2 separate regions of the Mus musculus genome follow, and region 2 is linked to region 1. Evidence: chromatin contacts called from public promoter capture Hi-C data. All regions are on one chromosome and are shown on one strand. The core of a region is the stretch at or near the end of the contact, and the rest is flanking DNA. Distances in the headings are between cores, read along the strand shown. Region 1 holds the start of Rps16 (ribosomal protein S16). Region 2 holds the start of Syne4 (spectrin repeat containing, nuclear envelope family member 4).

Region 1 (4,675 bases), core at 1,387-3,886:
TTAAGGTGGGCAGCATTTGAACATCCAAGATGGCCCTCTGATGTCTACATGCACTTACATACACCCATAAACATAAAAACCCAGGCTCTGCCCACCATGCATTCCACCCAAGGGAAACAAACTAAGCCTTCTACCTGCCATCTCTACAAACCATAAAGGCCAGAGAGGATTAAATGTGGTGGTCCACGCCTTTATTCCCAGCACTCGTGAATCAGAAGGAGGCACAGCTCTGGAGTCGATATAGTTGAGTTCTAGGATAGCCAGGGGCCAAGAAAAACCAGGTCTTTAAAAAAAAAAATAGGGGCCAGGCATGGTGGCGTACACCTTTTATCCCAGCACTCCGGAGGCAGAGGCAGATGGATTTCTGAGTTCAAGGCCAGCCTGGTCTACAAAGTGAGTTCCAGGACAGTCAGGGCTACACAGAGAAACCCTGTCTCGAAAAACAAAAAAAAAAACAAACAAAAAAGTAAAAATAAATAAATAAATAAGCAAGCAAGCGTATACACACAAAAACAGAGCTCAAATGCTCTGGAAGGCAGCCATTACTCCTTAGTGCCACTTACTAAGGGAGTTTCTTGCACTGTCCAACCACACTAATACTACAAAAAGAGACCAACACAAAAACAGGAACGTTAAAATCCTAGGATGTTTATTACAAAGGTAAACCCCGATCCTTGAGATGGGCTTATCGGTAGGATTTCTGGTATCGGGCACGGGCACCAGGACCTCCAAACTTTTTGGATTCGCAGCGACGGGGGTCAGCTACAAGCAGGGTCCGATCGTATTGGATGAGGATATCTTTGATCTCCTTCTTGGAGGCTTCATCCACATCTGGAGATTAATAGACAAGACCTTTAGTTTGGTCCTACCACATAGCCCACCCGCCATGAAATGAAAGACCAGCTCTCACTCACATTTTTGGTAATAAGCTACCAGGGCCTTTGAGATGGACTGTCGGATGGCTGCAAGACACAATGACCAAAAAGCTTAGTGAAGACCCAGTCCTTCCAGGAGCTGCCTCACACCCATAGGCTTAGATCCTGAGACTTACCATAAATTTGGGCCACATGTCCACCACCCTTCACACGGACCCGAATATCCACACCAGCAAATCGCTCCTTGCCCAGAAGCAAAACAGGCTCCAGTAACTAGAGAAATGGGAAAATATGGGGTTAGGGAGTTAAGTCATACCCTGACTTAACCACTCTCCATGGACATTCATCATCTCCCTTTGTGTGGTTCCCACCATCACCAGAATCAAGGAGGCAGCCTATCCTAGGATCCCTGTGCCCCTCAGAGTCCCATGTATATGTGCCCATAGAGACCAGAAGAGGGCCTGAGACACCGAGGAGCTGGAATCATGGAGTGACAGGCAACTATGAACTTCCCCAAACAGGAAGCAAGGTCAGACAGGTCCACTGTTCTCACAGTGGTCATTCCATCTTCTCTTTGGATCAAATTTGTCCAATACCTAGGACCAGTCTATCCAGAAGCTCCCCGAGTGGCAGGCCTAGAGCCACCTCCATCACTGGTGTTGGCCCAATTCACAACACAGGGTACACACACCAATCGTTCAAATAAACTGACAGACTGTCCTTTTTAGTCACCTGACAGACTTGGATTAGACTAAGCACGGGGGTCTAGTGGCATTAACATCAACACTACCATTAGAATGCATTGTCTGCAAGGTATGATATTCCTTCTTACATGTACCAAAACTCATACAACAATGAGTTCTGGGTTGCAAAAGAGGATTTGTTCTTGCACTTGTTTTCCAGTTTTTGCCCACTAGTTCAACAAAAACCCATACAAGTGCTACCAATGTTAGACTTCAGAGGACTCCTATTGTATTTTTCAAGGTTCCACGTTGTAGCCCCATGCTGACCTAAACGGCGGCGCTTTGGATTCGTAACTCGTAGTATGCTATCCTCCAAGGAGCTAGGAGTATACACATGAGCTGTAAACTCATACTTCTAGACCAGAAATCGTCAATTAGGTCGGATACACTGTGCTATTCTCCTGGCCACGGGCCCCTCGCATCTGGAGAGCTTCGAGGTTATAGAATAGGCCACGTTTTCATGTATTTTACCAGCTCCGACTTCATCTTTCCCGAGCCCAGGTTAAGGTCTACCGCGAGGTAAGCCATCCTCCTTCCCCCACCTCAACTCCCTATCATCCCGGGGCCTTCCCTTCCGTCTCGCCACCCGGACGCCCATGCCCGACCCCAACACCTTGTACTGCAGCGTGCGCGGCTCGATCATCTCCAGGGGACGTCCGTTCACCTTGATGAGCCCATTTCCCCGTTTGCAGTGGGCCACAGCCGTGGCTGTTTTCTGTGAAGGGCGAGGGAGACGGCGGGGCCGTGTGAGCGCGGGACCCTGGCTCAGCGGGCCCCAGCTCATCATGTCACCCAGCCAGGGCCTTCTCACCCCCCTCCCCACCCCCACCTCTTTCTATGCCGCCCCTGGCACACCTTGCGTCCGAAGACCTGCACGGACTGCAGCGGACCCTTGGACGGCATAGCTCCGAGCACAAGCACGAGCTCCACACCGCGCAGCGCCGCGACCGGAAAAGGGAAGCGCGGGGCCAACCCAGCCGATTTTTCAGGGTCTGCGCAGGCGCATTGAGTGCTACGTCACGACAGAAGCGGGCTTTACGGCTGACGTCGAAGCCTGAGAGGGGACGTGTGAATTGCGGCGGGAACGCCTTCAGGCAAGGGAGGGGGCGGTGTCGGAGGGGAAGGGGCGGAGCTGTGCGGGACCCGGAGGGTGGGGACTCCGTCCAGAACTCGGAAGATGGGGCTGGCCTCCTTTTTCCATTGCTTTTCCGCAGCCTTGGTCTTGACTTTCGGCCAGTTCTTATAGACATTCCTGCTCTTCGATGCTCTCCTTCGGCGCTTCTCCAGGCCGATTCTCACCCTCTTCCTCCCACCCTTTCCCAGGATCCCCATCCCATCGGAGTCTTCCCGCATCCACTATGCTAAGTCAAGCTGGCTTTTCAGAATCTTGCCTCCAGAACCCTCTTTCCTAGCCCTTACGATCCCCCGTCGCGAATCAGCCTTTCACCAGAATTGCCTTCCTCTTCTTCCCAGGAAACCTGACCCCTTAAAAGCCCTTTCCAGCGCTCTCCTAAATAAACTTCTCTTGCCTTCTGGTTGTGCCTTATATACGTTTTTTTTCCTCACAGACTCGGGCCTTCGCCTGCTTTCGCTGCCAAAATTAACTACCTCTTTGGTGGCTCCTCTCCCCAGCAACTGCTCCAGGGACATTGTTCTCCCAGCTTGACCCTCCCCTAGAGAACTACCCTCAGGACCTGTCTTCAGGGCAGTTATCTTAGATCATTATCCAGAATCCTCCAAGTAGCCTTGTTTTAAGATTTAATACTTTTTTCGAGGGCAGGTTCCCGAGGGAGGCCTCCAATCTCCTTGGAAATGTAGTTACAGGGTGTCTGAGCCACACCCAACTTGTGTACCTGTAACCAAACTCAGGTCCTCTCTAGGAAAAGCAGTTAGTGCTTTTAACCACCATCTTTCCAACTTCCAAGTGACCGTAATGCTCCTCTAAACCCTCCGCTCTATGTGTTTACTCCACAGAATTCTCCAGCCTACCAACCTGAGGAAAACCAGCTTTTAACTTTTCCATAGTACCCACCCCAGAATTGTTCTAAGTCACTGGGCAACAGCTTCTCAGGATTGCCTCAGTTTCTCTTGCAGCACAGGGTGTGGAGGACATTAAGGGATGTGGAGACATTTGGAAGGCAGAGTTGTCAACAAAAAGACTAGGTATGGTCATGTGCACCTGTAACACTAACACTTGGAAGGAGGAGGAAGGGTCAGGAGGAATCCCGACGCCATCCTCTCCTCATTATGAATATCTGGCCAGCCTGGGCTACATGTGACCCTGCTTCAGAAAGAAAAGAAACTAGCTAGCGAAATGCCCAAGCCTGAGGGCCCGAGTTTGGTTCCTGGGACTCACAGAGTAGAAGGAGAGAACAAACTCCTGCAGGCTGTCTTCCAAGCTCCACATGTGCACGCGCATACACAGACACACACTTGAATGTAATAAGATGGAAGACACACAGTGGATCTCTGGATTAAAGGTCAGTGCTCCAGGCCAGCCCAAACCAAAGCATAGCACTGTCCACACTGGCGTGACCATGCCTTGGCAGTGGTAACTCCTTCTTGGAGCTGGGAAGTTAGGGGAAAACCACTGGGCTCTGTGTGCAAGCAGTTATGCATGCTTGAACACGCTCACAGGAAACAGTAGGGCTGATGTTCTGGATTTCTGACCCACTACCACAATCTTCAGCAGATAAACGTCTTTCAGACACATAAGTGATAATCATGTTGATTACAGTCACACTTAAACAGCGCTTGCTCTTCGCCAGGTGCTGATCTACTCTAAATGTGCCGAGTGCGTTGGCGAGTGTTCTCTCTAGGCTGGCTAACTCCGAGGTGGGCAGACATATGATGGCTACACAGCACAATATTTGTCCTGGACATCATAGATTCATATTTGTCAACTTCCAGCAGATGGCAGTAAAATTCTTTGTCCTGCCCTGGTGGGTCCTTCTGTCCACCCACTCCCTTACAGCCCACCCCCTACTCCCCTGCTCCATCTCTCAATTTCTTTTGGAGTCCAGTCTGGCTGGAAGTCACAATATAGCTAAGGAGAAG
Region 2 (4,675 bases), core at 1,037-3,536, 2.0 Mb before region 1:
CTGATCTCACCTCAAGGCCCTGTCCACTGCTCTGGGGTCCCCTGTAGCCACACAGCTCACAGGGAGCTCCTGGTATCCGAGATATCTTTTGCCCTGAGGGCCCAAGACCCCCAACATCCCCTGCTGGGTCCCACTCCAACTCTGCAGGAGTGGGGAAGGTACTGGGTGCCCAGGGCCCCCAGACTCCACCAGCTGCTGGCCCGTCTGAGTCTCCCTCAACTTCCAAGTCCTGGTCCAGGAGGTTGGCCTTCTCAAGCACCTGGAGCAGAGGACAGATGTCATGGGAGTTGGGGAGGTTAGGGTCTGGGCTGGGGACTACCAGGGCAGGTCATACCAGGCTATAGCTGATCAACTGGGCCTGCAGCTGCCAGAGCCGTTGGAAGATGGTGTCTCGGTGGGTTCCAAGGGCCCTCAGGACCTGCTCCAGGGATGCCCAGGCCCTGGGCTCACTCCTCTCTGCCAGGCCCTCACCAAATGCAAGCAATGCATCCACGCGCTCAGCGGCCCCTCGTAGCTCTGCCTGCAGGGCCTGGAACACATGGCTAGACACTCTCACATACGACAGTGATACCAGACCCCACCCCCACCCCAGAACCTGGAGTTATTTTGTCTTTCATGTCCTGTGCAGAAGTCAGAATATGCAATAAACCCACTTTCTATTCAAGAAAGCTTACACCCATACCAAGGACTCTACCCACTCCCCTATAACCTGGCCTCCCACTGCCTACCTGCATCTGGACAATCCTGTTGTGGGCCAGCGTCCAAGACCCAAGGCCTCGTTCCAGGTCCTGCAGCCGGAAGTTCAACCTCAACAGACAAAGATGTAGACTGTCCTGTTCAGCTTCTAGTACTTCCAAACCAGAGTCAGAGTGCTGGAGATTCCAGGGGACCAAAATCAGGGCCAATGGGCCAAGACACTACCCCTACTCCCAAGCAGGCTGCTGCCTTGTGGATGTTTCTCTGAAGCCACACCCATTCGAGAACCAACATTTGGGCTGCTCCCACTTGGCAGCCCTTTACACCAAGGCTGAAGACATCTAATTTAAGATTTCCAGGTTCCCGAGCCTTCTAGAAAGGTCTTTATATGGGTCTAAACTAGGAAGGATAATGGAGCAGAGTACCCCCAAAAGGAATGGGGTTATTAATAAAATTCTCATTTCCTACTTGGTAAAACGTGGAAATATGTCCAGCTTGGAGATGATAAAATGTAACTCCAGTTCTCTGAGGCAAGAGAACTGAAAGTTCAAGGGCAGCCTGAGCTACACAGTGAAAGCATATCTCAAATAAGGAGGTCGGGGGAACCGGGGAGATGGCTCAGTTGATAAAATGTTTGCTGTACAAGCAAGTGCTCAAAGAACCAAGCATGTGGCACCGGCTGGTCAGTGACTGGAGGCAGATTCGTGGCGCTCACTCACCAGCCACCCTAGCCAGGTTCAATGGGAGACTCTGTCACATAGTGGAAAGTGACTGAGAGACACTGGCACCGGCACGCATGATGTGCCTGTATCCCTGCTCACACTTAGGCACACAGAGTAAATACACAAAACGATTAAAAATAAGTGAAATACTGATTGGCAACCAGATGTCCTTACGGTGTCCCTTCCTCCACAGCACCCCCCAGAATCATATCATCTGAGCAAGGGGCAGATTCCGGGGGACAGACAGGAAGTGGGACTGGAACAGAGGGTGTGCTCAGCTCACCTCACAGGGCTTGCCCCCGTCTTGATGCTCATGGGAAGAGGCCAGGGGGAGTCTTGAGGGGCTGGTGGCAGACTCAGTGCTCTTCAGTTCACCCATGCAATGCTCAGGCAGGCCCAAGGAGGCCTGGACCTGCTCTGGCCTAGAGAGGAGAAAGGTTGATGGGCCACCTGTGAGGCACAGTGTCTCCTTTTCCACCTCACCATATGCCCACTTTTCTCCATGTCCTTCTTCAGTCAGTCACACATGGCCCTTCCCACAGACCCCTCCCTCCCTCCCTCCCTCCTTCGGAACCACTATCAAGCCCCAGTCCCCACCTGCTTGTCTCTTCCTCAGGTGCAGGGCAGATGGTCCCTCCGACAACATCCAGCTCTCTAGGAGCTGCCAGGGGACAATTCACAGGCTCTGGCGGGAATTCACGGCCAAGAGGTGGAACCAGGGCCATGGCCGTGCACTTGGGGATCGTCAGGTGAGGATGTCCAGTAACAGCAGCCGCTTTCTTAGACAGTCCAGACCCCCATGCTTTCTCAGCAGGACTCACAGCCTAAGTCCGAGGCTACTGAGGGGCCCAGGGGCCAGCCTAGCTCCACCCCTTCCTGGAAGAACCTGGACTAGAGAAATCTGATGCCTGGCTGAGGTGCGGAGGCATTTAACTCCTTCCTCCCCAGCAGGAGAACCTAAACCTTCCAATACCACCCGCTCGCCATCGTGGGGCTTTGAGAGAAAACGTCACCCATCTCAAGACCTTGGATCCTGTCACCTTCAGGGACACCTGTGTCTCAGGGCCCGTCCCATTCATTTAAAGTCTCAGGTATAAGGATACTGAAAAAAAGTCCCAGCACCTGGCAGCTAAAGCCTGTCACCTCAGGCAAGCTGGTCTCAAGTTCAAGGCCAGCCTAGGCAACTTATGGAAGCCCTATTGCAAAACTAAAAAATAATGCAATTGTTGCCTGGGTTGTAGTTTAGTGGTACAGCATTTGTCTAGCATCCAAGAAGCCCTAGGTTCTATCTCCAGTATTGAAGGGGGAGGGGGGGGCAGAGAGAAAGAAACTGAAGTATCTCTTCCCATCTAGTTAAAAAAAAAAAAATCCAAAACGAGTAAAGGTATTTTCTGTTTATTTGGAATGGTGTCTTCTCCATGGTTTCCATAGTTACTGGGGAAATAAATAACCCTGGACAGCTACCTCTGCCCTAGGGTTCCAAGGTCTTAGAACCTGGTGGTCACTTGCTCAGCAGGAGGCTGGCGCGCAGCACACGGGGCACGCGGCGAATGGTCAGTGAGACACGGGTGCCGCGCACCAGGTGGGCTCCGGGCAGCGCTGACTTGCAAGCGGTGGCATTGGGTGGCAGCGAGGTGGCGTCCAGCTCATCCACACGGGTAGCTGAGATGCCGTGGAGCAGGCGTGTGTAAGCTGTGCCCCGGAGCACCAGCAGGCTCCGTGGTTCCACCAGCAGCGAGGTGATGGGCCGTTGAGGAGGCCTGGGCTGCGGGAATCAGTTGATAATGGTAAATGGATATCCAGAGTTTGGGAGTGTGTGAAAAGTCAGCGGGCATCCGTAGCTGGTCAGGGGACAAGGGTCAGCAGGCCCTCAGGAGTGGTAATCTATAGGTTCTGGGGACAAGACTATTGGCCCGCCGTGTGTGTGTGTGTGTGTGTGTGTGTGTGTGTGTGTGTGTGTCCAGTTCTTTGGGAGGAGACAGGGCCTATGCTGCATTTTAAGACATAAAGGGCTACTACATTGTGGGAGCTTCAGCTGGCATCTGAGGGGCTGGGACAGACATGGGCAGTCCTAGGGATACTTACGCAGAGCTAATCTGGGGGTGCACTGCTGGGGTCAGGCTCTAATACAGAGGTTAAAGGGAATGGCCTATCCCGGGACTCTGGCTGTTAGGGAGGCTTTACTCAGGAATGGTATTACAGCAAGCCTGCCTGGGTAGAAGAGATGGAAAAGACGGAACTTTAGGGAGTGGAGCTAACATCTGGCCAGGGTGTTCGGAGAGTTGGAGGAAGACTCTATGAACACTGGGGTATCAAGAATGCATGACTTAAGAGCTAGCAGTCAGAGATAAGGGTGTCCCCAAAAGAGCCGTGTGAGGTTAAGGGGAATCTAGAGGTGATAGAGCATATGACTAGAGTTTCAGGACGCTGGTATTAAGGTGCCCTGTACAGTCTAGGAGGACACAGGGGCACACATGAGTGAATGACACAGTGGGATATCTTGAGGATGTCAAGAATATGCATTGGAGCCAGGCACGGGGGCACACGCTTACAACGCTGGCACTGGGAGGATGGGACAGAAAGATGGCAAACGTGAGGCCAGCCTGGGCTACATACATCTGTTCACAAAAATAAGTAAACAGTAGTTTCTAAAAAAAACTTTGTTGGAACACCGTGTTGAGCTCAAGTGGTCTGAGGGAGGGTCACAGGTCATCCATAGCCTTAGCCATCCAATACCATGGCGACGTATGTATCGGTATCCCTGGGTATCATGGCAGCTGGGGCACCGTACAAACAGATTGGATGGGTATGGGTTGGCTATCTGGGAGAAAGCAGGGATGCCCAACAAGGGACAGGGGAGCATGTCTGGGTGTCACGAATACTCTAAATACAGGTAGGATCAGACTGTCCTGGAGCATATGGGATGTCAGACGCTAGAATGCCCCCAAATGCCCGGGGCATCAGCTCAGGACCCACCTGCTCCATAGGGACATCATCGTCTGGCTGTCGAGGTTCATAGAAATCGAGGACAGTATGGGAGCCCAGGCTGATGGTGCTGACAGTTGGGTAGTACAGTGGTCCATCTTCATGAGGCTGGGGAGGAAGGGGGCACCAGGGAGCCTACGCCACTCCACTAAGTCAAAGTGGAGTTCCCAAGCTGGGACAGGGAGGACCGCGCCTAGGTGGAGTGTGTGGAGTGAGGGCAGGCAAACATGATGGCTAGCCTCCTCTTAATGACCTGGAGATCTGGGGGAGGT

The links. Promoter capture Hi-C pulls out the DNA fragments that hold promoters and counts their contacts.
Region 2: a promoter capture Hi-C map of liver shows a contact between it and region 1, with 3 times the contacts expected there. The contact joins the promoter of Syne4 here to the promoter of Rps16 in region 1. A contact is called at or near these places in 4 of 39 promoter capture datasets (cranial neural crest, hippocampal neurons and liver) and 2 of 115 datasets of contacts at active chromatin or transcription factors (astrocytes and bone marrow-derived dendritic cells).

The regions. Positions count from the first base shown.
Region 1 is chr7:28,348,650-28,353,324 of GRCm38.p6, reverse strand. Rps16 (ribosomal protein S16) reads right to left here and starts at 2,636. Exons shown (of 5, transcript NM_013647.2): 1 at 2,474-2,636; 2 at 2,232-2,333; 3 at 1,052-1,148; 4 at 915-962; 5 at 627-831. The coding sequence starts at 2,521. The coding sequence ends at 686. It overlaps AF357399 (snoRNA AF357399), which reads right to left and starts at 1,785; the gene lies at 1,692-1,785.
Region 2 is chr7:30,312,427-30,317,101 of GRCm38.p6, reverse strand. It overlaps Syne4 (spectrin repeat containing, nuclear envelope family member 4), which reads right to left and starts at 2,286. Exons shown (of 8, transcript NM_153577.2): 1 at 2,016-2,286; 2 at 1,702-1,840; 3 at 729-872; 4 at 335-529; 5 at 11-259. The coding sequence starts at 2,143. It overlaps Alkbh6 (alkB homolog 6), which reads right to left. Exons shown (of 7, transcript NM_198027.3): 6 at 4,395-4,511; 7 at 2,799-3,183. The coding sequence ends at 2,920.